Regions from separate parts of the Mus musculus genome. Here region 1 is linked to region 2. The links are chromatin contacts, called in public Hi-C maps. All regions are on one chromosome and are shown on one strand. The core of a region is the stretch at or near the end of the contact, and the rest is flanking DNA. Distances in the headings are between cores, read along the strand shown.

Region 1 (4,898 bases), core at 274-2,773, 300 kb before region 2:
ATTATGGATTCTGGCAGGGAGGAGCATAATGAATCTAGTCAGTTTCATGGACTTCCTGAAGCTATTCTGAGTTGTTTGCCTTCCTGCTTAAGGACCTTCTTGCAAGACAGAATGTCCTCATCTGGACACTGCTCATAACAGAAGGGATACAGGTGATATTAACTTCATGAGTCATCTGTGGCAAAGCATTGTGCAGCAACAGAGACTATAAACAAGTAATGCCACGTCAGAGATGGTTAGGAACAGTTGGATACACGGTCTCAGGTATGAGATACAGAGGTTTTATGGGCGCTCTCTGCTCCTTCCAGGCCAGGCTCGTTTATGCATGAAAGAAGAAAAGGCGTGGCTTCTTGAATCTTGACTATTTGGAATCAAGATATATGTAAATTTTATATAAAATTCTTTAACATGAACTCTAGGTCACACTATTCTGAGCTTGGCTTTCTGTGTCTGAGATGGCTTTGGCCAGTGGCTTTGACTCACAGCGGCTTGCACATGTTGGCGGGGTTTATCTTCAATTTCTTTCAAAGGGCAGAGTGACGCTCTTTCCATTGTCACTTCCCGTCAATGCTGTCTCCCCCACAACACTTTCCCTCTGTGAGGAAAGTTTCAATGTGTTACTTGGGTTGTCTGCATGCTATAGAGGACCAGGGGAGCTGACCCTGATCCAGACTGCACTGATAGAAGCCAGCCATGTTACAGGAGCATGGCAAGTGTTGGGTGGCACACATCAGTGATGGCGGAGTGTGGATTTGGGGAACCTGGAGTCCTAGTCACAGACTTCACTGTAACAGGCTTTCTGAGGGGTTAGATCATGTTTGAGTTCCAGGCTCCAGGCTCTGCCCTTTCCAGCCTCAGATGTGAGCATGCAACGTGAACTCTCAATGCCTCATTGTTCTTATCTGTATAATGGGTTTCACAGTAGTAGGGCCTGGCACACAGTATGGGAGGCAGAAAGCCTGCCCAATTCATGCTGAGCACCTGACATGAAAACCACCCATCAATGCTGTGACACAGTGTTTGTGACACCTTGTCCAGCGACACAGTTGTTCTGGGATCGAGCCCCAGTCAATGATGTGCTGATTCAGAGCAGGCAGACAAGCCCAGATCTGAACACGCTGTATCCCTCAGCAGAAGTAACTGAGATGCAGCTGTTTGTTATCAGCTCAGGCAAAAGTGCAGTTTATCTTGGTGTGGACCCAAACAGGCCGCAAACCAAGACAAATACTCTTTGATGTGATCCGCCTCACTTGGGGCTACTTCTGGTCATCCTGTGCTGGGCAGGGAGAAACCTGAGAAACTATCCAATGGGAAAAAAAAGTATGAAGAATGCTGCAGGGGAAGGAAGGCCCTCAGCAGCCATGGCCTGAATGTCTCATGACACAGGGGTCTGCAGGAATTTTGGTGGGAAAGTGGTTATTTCTCAACCCAGGGAATAAAAGACCTAAACAGGAAGCCAAGACCCCGAGTGCACACTCAGCCACTCCTGGCTCACCTTTGGGCCCGTTCTGTGTGCTGGACACTTTCCTGGGTAGTGTCCAGGTGCAGTCAGGGAACAGCTTCGTTCGCAAGGGAAGTGGCCAGGAGTAGCGAATGAGAAGCCAGCGCTTATGGATTGTAGAACCTAAGGGGCCAGAAACATCTAGCAGGGCTTGTTAGCAATGAACATATAAGACATTGATAATTTATATTTGCCTCATTCAGAAAAAGAAAGGAAGGAAGGGAGGGACGGAGGGAAAAAGGGAGAAAGGAAAGAAGAGCTAACTACAGAAGAGCAAATATTAGGCCTCTGTCAGGTGACCATGCCCCCAGGTACTCCAGAAGCTGAGGCAAGGGGATGGTTTGAACTCAAGAGTTTGACATCAGCTTGGGCAACACGTTAAGACCCTATCGCAAAAGGAAACAAAATAAACACCAAGAACTTGCACTGTGCCTTCCGCTGGGATGGGACCTCTGCTGTTGGATTCGGTGGGGTCAGAACAGCAGGCATATGCTTTACAAAGCAAGGTCTCTGCGAGTTGCCTGTGTTTTAATGAGCAGATAAGAGGCTTCACGGGGGAAACTGTGTGTCTGACTGAACAGTGAGGATTGGTTAGAGCGTCCTCCAGGATCTAGGTCTGCCATGTGGACATGTGGACCCATGAAAGCACCTCCCCACCCCAGCTCTGAGTGAGGACATCCACTGGTCAGCCATTTCTGCATCCAGTATCTTTTGGTCCTACATGACTGAGTGTGGGTTGTACCCAGTCCTTCCATATGGTTAATTCACTGGGCCCACAAAGAAGGCAGGTCGGAGTTGGTCTGAGTGTTGAGAGTGTTTCTAGATGGAAACGGTAGAGCAGATGGGCCTGTGAGAAAGTCAGGGACTCTGGGAAATCTGTTCTCTGGCCCAGGGAATAGGGCCACCCATTGGGTCCTCAGCATTCCTCCATTCCGAAGGAAGGTGGCCCTGTGAAAGATGTCTACAGAAAAGGTCTATTGACAAGCCACCATCTGTGATGGCTCCTGGGAAGGTGCAGAGCTGCTAATCCCTAGTTCTAAGCAATCTTCCTATTGCACACCCAGGGTTAGGAAGACACACTCTGGGAAGCTGCCCAAGTCCAGGCTGGAGCCAGTGAGCTAGCTGTCCCACAGACAGGAAGCTGGCAGAGGAGAAGGTCCTAGGGCCCACAAAGGTGCTCTGTTAGTTATAGGTAAGTGGGAAGAGCTTGCTTGGCCACTGGTATCCTTGATTCTAGACAGACAATGCTGTTTTAGTAGATGGGAGATATATCTTAGTTGACATCTTGGAGAAAAAAAAAATCTTCCAGGCTACCCTCAAAGTCTAAATGGCTGCCAGGCCCTTCATCACATGCAACAGTGACCCAGCCATTGCCCAAGGTAAGCCTGAGACCTGAACGTACAGTTCACAGCCCAGCTTGTCCAGGCAATGTGCAACTTTCCTTAGGCTTCATCCTTGGAGCATGTCTGCCTTCCCAAGGAGCCCCGCCGTGCCCCCAGGACTTGTAATGAGTCCTACTGCCAAGGAGAAAATGGCTACTACTCAGTGCTTAGAAGAAATATGTCGCTTGCACATGCAGGCTTACATCCATACAGGCATGCACATAGACATAAGCATACAGAGACATGGGTATAGTGCATTTACCTGCATACAAAGACATACATGAAATCTTGTGTAATCACATCACACAGACAAGCTACACACATATATGTGTACTCTACATACACTTACTCACATATGCAGGTGCATCACACATCACACACACACACACACACACACACACACACACACACACACACACACTAAAGAAGACATTGTTTTCCATGTGTTTCCTCTGTGACCTCTGTGATACTGACATGTTTAGATGTCCTGATGAACAAGTCTGAATGGAGGCCACAGTGTGTGTGTGTGTGTGTGTGTGTGTGTGTGTGTGTGTGTGTGTGTGTGAACACATAGGGTATGGGCAACAAGGCTGTATTGAAGCGTAGGAAAGGCAGGTCACTTGTATCAGGATTGGAGTTTGCTGAGGTTCCTTTTTTTTTTCAAGGGAAATTGAGTACTGCGGTTGTTGGTCCTGGTGTGGGCATAGGAGTAGAGGCTAGGGGGTGGGGACCAAGAGAATGAGTCAGAGTGATTGCTGCCATCTACATTCTGGCTGGTGACTGGGAGGACAGGGTGGGGAGTGGGGAAGGAAGGGAATTGAGGGTCCCTCCCCCTCTGCCTGCTGCGATAAAGACAATGTCAAAGGAGAGGGTTCTCTGCCAAGGCGATGGTGGTGCCGGGGCAGAGTGAGGTCACTGCCTTTGGGTGAGACTGGTTTCCTAACAGGAGGGAGGCAGGAAACAGCGGGGAGCTGACACTATGCCAGCACCAGGAAGGGAGGGGGTCAGGCCTGGAAGCTCCTGGCTGGCACTGAGGGTGCACAAGCCCCTGCACCTGCAAAGCCACAGTGAGCACGGGGTGGTGGTGGTTGCTTGAATTGTGGGGATTGTGAGAGGGGCTGCTGCAGAGCTAGGACTCAGGACTGTGGCTCGAAGCTTGCTTTCTCTATGGTGACCACTGGTTGACCAGTTCACACTAAGATGGTTTTCTTCTCTGAACAGCGGGAAGTTGCAGCCATTAAGTTTCAGCTGTCTGGCTGCAGGAGCCCAGTCCTCTGGTTCCTTTAGCATCCCTCACAGGTTAGAGTGGCTTCTAGCAGAATTCAGAATTTGCCGTATGCCCTCAATTCTAAGGCCTTTCTTACTCAGGGACTGGACCGCTCTGTGGCTAATATACGGGGGACAGGTGGTGACAGGGACACCTCACCCATGGAGCTGCAGAGCACTGAGCACTGGCTGCACCTGTCCTTGTCCCTTTGCCCTGGTGTAAAGGACATTTGTAGTCCTTGGTCATTATGCAGTCAACCTTACCTTCAGGATATTAAACATGTTTGTCATTTCATTTTTCCACACAAGCTGGAGGACCATTTTTCTAATTTTTATGAGAAAGCCTGTTGGAACTTGGATAAGAACTTCATAGTCCACAGAGCAATTTAAAGAGGCTATCGTCACAATGCTAAGGTTTGCTTTCACAGACATTTCATAGACATAGAGTCCCATTCTGTCCTTCCAAAAATGGGGAACTTACCTTCTACCTCTGAGGAGACTAACCAAGGGCAATAGCAATAACCCGTAATGTTTTGAGAATCTCTTGGATAACACATGACCTATGCTCAAATAAGGTCTTTTCAAGTCTAATTTGGGGGGTTTTGTTAAATGGTCTTTGGTTCTCGGTTGGAGCATCTCATCACCTTAAATGAGATAATTTCAAGTAAACCATATATGTATACCTATACACAAAATTATGAGTACTATAGGTTTTTGTTTTAGATAGTTAATAGTGTGTTTCCGTATGA
Region 2 (4,988 bases), core at 1,252-3,751:
CCTTTTTGGAACCCTGGAACTCACCAGCTTAATGAAACAGGCTGATTGTATGCACTCTGCATTGGTTCACTTTGCATGCATGTTAGATGCATGCATGTTGGGTGGTTCTTCAGTTCCATAGAGCAGTAAAAACGCAGGTCTTACTCCTGGACTCAGTGAGTGATGTCGCACTTCCCATCAGATGCCCTAGTGTTATTGTTCTAAATCCAGTGACCACATCCATAACGACCAAGGCTTTGATATTTCACTTCTGACACACACGTCTTAAAGCCTTTGTTTATACATATAAAGAAAAGGCCACATAGTCAAAACCAATAAGCAGTTCTTCTGACCCAGAAAAGAACAGTATGAGGTCATCATCACAGTTCCAGATGTGCAGCCCTGGGGGCGGGGCACACAGATCCTGTCCAATGAGTGAATGAACAGGAGCGCAAATCTCTTTACACAACTGGCCGATTCACAGGCTGGAAATTTCCAGGAGTGGCTGCTACCCTCCACCTATGTGGCCACATTAAACGTGACACATTGGGAGTATTATCTAGCTTCAGGACCAGAGAATCCCATTTGAAATGTGGCACTGGCCACATTAGTTAAGGCCCAAAAAACTACATAGACATTGGGCCCTGGTTTGAGATTTGGAACTTTGAAGGACATTGCAACTTTATTGGCGGGGGGGGGGGGGGGGGGCTTATAATAGAAACAGAATCACAGTCCTGATTGTGAAGGTTGGGTTAGAAAAAGTTCTAGGGACCTGAGACAAAAAGGCCAGTTTGAGTGGCCTTGTGCTGGATTGATGTCAGACTCAATGGCTAGAGGTGAGTCTAGAAGCAGCTAGGGGCAGTGTGTGTGCAAGGACAGAGCTTCCTTGGCACCTTGCCCGTGTGGAAGAAAGTCCACAGGCCACCTGCTGCTACTGCTGTGTCACAGTTTGCTTATGTGCTCTTTTGTACAGTTGGTCCTTAATTGGAGCTTTTTGTTGTTGTTTTAAAGATGAAGCAATCTACTTTTTTGGTGACATGACTGGGCTTGTGTTTTGGGCCAGCACATTTTCCTAGTGGGGTTTTCCTAACTTTAATACTTTTCATCTCTACAACATATAAAGTAGAAAGGTGTTACTATTTCAAGATTAGAAAAAAAAATAGACAAAACTCTTCATGTTAGAAAAGGCTCAAAATGCTTATGTTCAAATTGGCAGTGTTCATCATGGGCATAGTCGCCACACGTTCACAACATGCAATAATAACATAACTTCGTGAATGTGAGCCGTCAGGGTCACTGCAGGGACTATGGCCTGGCAGATGGGGTGGGGTACACCCCACAGGTAGCCAACATCAAAGTCTAGGGCCGATTCAGTCACCCTGTGAACAAATGGCGCCTGAGTTGAAGCTTTGGCCTGCCCCTGGCTATCATTCAGCCCAGCTGGTGAGGAGAAATGTGTTACATTCCACTAAGAGCTGTAAACTTCATGAGACTCTTCACTCTCCCTCTTCTCAGGGTGACTGAGAGGGGCCTGCACACTAGGAAACCACAGGGGTGAGAGCTTCGATGGCAGGGGTGCTGAAGGTTGTGTTCATCTGGACACCTGTTTGGGTTGTCACCCTCACACTTTAGGGGTCATTAGGCAGTGCATGCTAAAGCCATCACTTCCAGGTACCAAAGAAAGCCCAGAGCAAGACTTACAGAAAAGCGTGGTGGTGGTGTTGAGACAGGATCTCACTATGTGGCATTATCCTGCCTGGGACTCACAGAGATCCACCTGCCTGAGAGTCCTGAGTTCCACCATGCCCAACCAAAAAAGGGTTGTTTTTAAGATGTGGAAACTCTGTTTCCTTCAAGGCTAGTTCTGCTCCAAGCCCCTTCCCAACCCCCCGTGTCTGTCAGAGGCAGGAAGTGGCCAGCTACACTGTGGGGTTGGGGCACTTGTGTGCTCAGCCCTGGAAAAGCCACACGTCGCTTTTTCTGTGCTTGGCAGGAAGTCCTCTGAGAGCCATCTGCATATGAATTTCCATTTCCAAAGTCATTAGCAGTAATAAACATCTAGATGTCCTGCAGATGGTCAGAACTGGCACCAAGAGAAACAATTTTGACAGTTTCCTTCTACTAATAGCAATGCCTCCTAATTAATTGCTTCCACTCTAATGGAATAATTATAGAGCAAAATTTAATGACAGGTGGTCACAACTGAAAAATGTTCTGTCTTCCAGTACAGCTCAGCAATTCGTCTTTATGTGTGCTTAGAGCCATGCCGCTTCTTTGAGTTGGTGTGTGGAGACATTTCTTCTTACTCTGGTGTTCATCTCTGTTTGGTACAGGGGGCAGACAGCATGAGCGTAACCACTGGAGAAGATACTAGATGCTGTACAGGTAAAGTACTTCCCAGCCTCTCAGTGAACCAGTAGATGTTCTGTCTTTAAAGCTGAGGGCCAAGTGGTTAATATGTCACATGGGCCAGCTTCCCGATTGGGATCTACCAACCTAATCGAAGATGTTTGCTTCTTCCAGAAGAGTGTGGAAACAGGATCAATGTCCAGACTCTGCCCTCCGGTCTCAGCAACAAGGACAGCAACTGGGGCAACCCTTTAAAGGAAGGAAAATTGCTTTTCAGAGGTTTCTCCTACACAAACTATAAAAATATCCCATTGGTTTGTTTCAGAGGTTGCTCCTGACTCCATGATCCAGAACACTTGACACTATCATTGAGAATGCTCTCCTGACCTTAGCAGGAGTCTAACTCCAAACATTTTCTTACTATTAAATTGTGAAAATGTTTCCTCAAGTCATTAGTCTTTGAACTCATGATGTCTTCTTATTTTCCTGTTACTGTGAAAAGGCACTGTGAACAAAGCAACTTACAGAAGAGAGCATTTGATTTGGGTCTTAGAGTTCCATAGGGTGGTAGAGCCTCGGACCATCATGTTGGGGTATGTGACAGGAGCCAGGCGAGGACGAGCCAACTGGGAATGGCTCAGGGTTTTGAAACTTCAAAGCCCACCCCCCAAGTGACACACCTCCATCAGCAAAGCCACACCTCCTCCAGTAAGGCCACTCCTCCTAGTCCTTCCCACCAACTGGAGACCAAGCTTTCAAACATACTAGCTTATGGGGCCATTCTCATTCAGACCACCAACCATGATATCTAATAGCTATGCAATCTGTCAGAAATTACTTTTTCATTAGAAAATCTAACAAAAGTAAGTATTCATCTATTTTTTTTTCTTGATCCACAAAGTATTTGGATAGAAAAAAAAAAGCAACTAAATAAATTCTTGCTCTCTTGTGGGCGAGTTGGTTCTGCTTGGAGGAAACCTGGCTCAGCGGTTAAGAACAGGGTCTGCTCTTCCAGATTCCCCTCACCCACACGGTGGCTCACAACTAACTGTCTGAAACTCCAGTTCCAGGGGATCGAAAGCCTCTTCTGGCCTCTGTGAGAGGCAGACACACAGTGATGCCCAGACATGCACACAGGCAAAACACCCATAAAGATGAAATAAATAAGTTTAAAAAAAAAAAGAATTTTTTTTTTTAAAAGAAGCATAGTGGGTTAAGCTTAAAAAGTAAGATCCTCTTTGAGGTTCTTATCCATCTCCACTGGGGATCCAAGAGTATCTGTGCCTGTCCAGGGCCCTTATGGCCCTGCCGTATCTCTGGGGACACTGAGTTCCGTCAGGAGATGCAAGCACTTTGGTCACTGGAAGATGTATCCTTTCAGTGCTCCTGTCTAAGATTTTAATAACGCTTCTAAAAATGTACCTTGTCACCTTTACGCTGACAGTTTTCCAGACCACTGGCTCAACCATGCTGTGCAGAGAGAGGCCTTGCGTTTCTCCTTGAGATTCTTGTGTTTACCAGAAAGGTATCTCGCCTGCATTTGAACATGGTTGTATTTGTTCAGCTTCCTTCTGCTCCTGCAGGACTTAAGCATAGTGTGTCTGCAGAGCTTGTAGCTGCCATGACTTTGCTGCCTAGTTTGGCTCTTCTGGTCCTTCCCTCGAATACCGTCCTCTTCAAACACTGCTGCCGTTAGAAATCCTGTTTCCTTGCTGTCTACTTGTGTAACTTTTAATTCAGATTCTGATCTCTTAAGTTGAAAGTCTATTTCTATGAAAGTTGTTTTCCGTCATGGAAACTGCATCCTGACACTTGTCAATAAAATGCATGAGTACGTCAGTCACAAGTTTAAATAGGCCACTGTGTTGATGGAATATTTATCACCTTTAGAGCTTTCCCAGTGACAGCATTGCTTACGCTGTTTCCCAGTCAAGTCTTGGGATAGAATTTCCACATATACAATAAAATAAAAATACATTTTTAAACTCATACTTCACTTTTTTTTTCTTTAAGACAAAGTCCTGTTCTGTGGCCCAGACAGCCCTCTGCATGATATCTGCCTTTTATGTCAAGCCTTTTTCAGCAGGCGTATCCCATTAGAGAAAAATAATGTTGAGTCCAGAATCCTATAATCAGTGTTCCTAGAGTAGGGGAAAAAATCAACACAATTTCAGGAATCAAAAATTTGACCCATATATCCTTTCTAAGAGGAAATGGGTGTGCTCAGCTTGAAGCTCCATCCCATGGAACGCAGAGACTGTATGACCCAGCATTGGGCAAAGAAATCTGTGAAATTTGCAGGTGCCACTAAGCAGTTCTGAACTGTAAAAGCAAATAAACCGGCAAGCAATAGACTGACTGTTACAAGGAAAGTGACAGGCCTCTGAGTAAGACAAAGAAAAGGCACACTGCCTTTTCTTGCTTAGAAAACGATATATTATCTGTCAATGTTTTGTAATATGAACTAGAAAGAGGGTGAGAAGAAAAGCCACTTACATTCTATGCTGGAATCAATTTCAAAACACAAGTAAAATGCAAGATAAATATAGCACATTCATTCCAGAAATGAACAGGTCAGTTACAACAAAAGCAATGACATTCATTTGAACACGTTAATAAGTAAGTGTGTTCTAATAGAAACAGAGGAGTGACTGTCTCTT

Evidence for each region. Hi-C and Micro-C count contacts between places; a contact is called where the count stands out from the background.
Region 1: a Hi-C map of liver shows a contact between it and region 2, with 1.6 times the contacts expected there. The contact joins two enhancer-like sites. A contact is called at or near these places in 1 of 15 datasets of contacts at CTCF or cohesin (the NIH/3T3 cell line), 1 of 484 Hi-C or Micro-C datasets (liver) and 2 of 9 other capture datasets (embryonic stem cells and embryonic trunk).

What each region holds. Positions count from the first base shown.
Region 1 is chr17:15,133,933-15,138,830 of GRCm38.p6, forward strand. No RefSeq gene overlaps it. Among named protein-coding and RNA genes, the nearest start is that of Gm35455, 16 kb to the right of the region's middle. Within about 2 kb of position 1,524, at least 2 of the 459 cell types and tissues checked have an H3K27ac peak or open chromatin away from gene starts, as enhancers often do. A contact at or near this core is called in liver, where this site is marked.
Region 2 is chr17:15,429,265-15,434,252 of GRCm38.p6, forward strand. Fam120b (family with sequence similarity 120, member B) reads left to right here. Exons shown (of 11, transcript NM_024203.3): 10 at 2,313-2,364; 11 at 2,503-4,317. The coding sequence ends at 2,353. Gm49668 (a long non-coding RNA gene) reads right to left here. Exons shown (of 3, transcript XR_003952352.1): 2 at 2,476-2,577. Among named protein-coding and RNA genes, the nearest start is that of Gm49668, 4.4 kb to the right of the region's middle. Within about 2 kb of position 2,502, at least 71 of the 459 cell types and tissues checked have an H3K27ac peak or open chromatin away from gene starts, as enhancers often do. A contact at or near this core is called in liver, where this site is marked.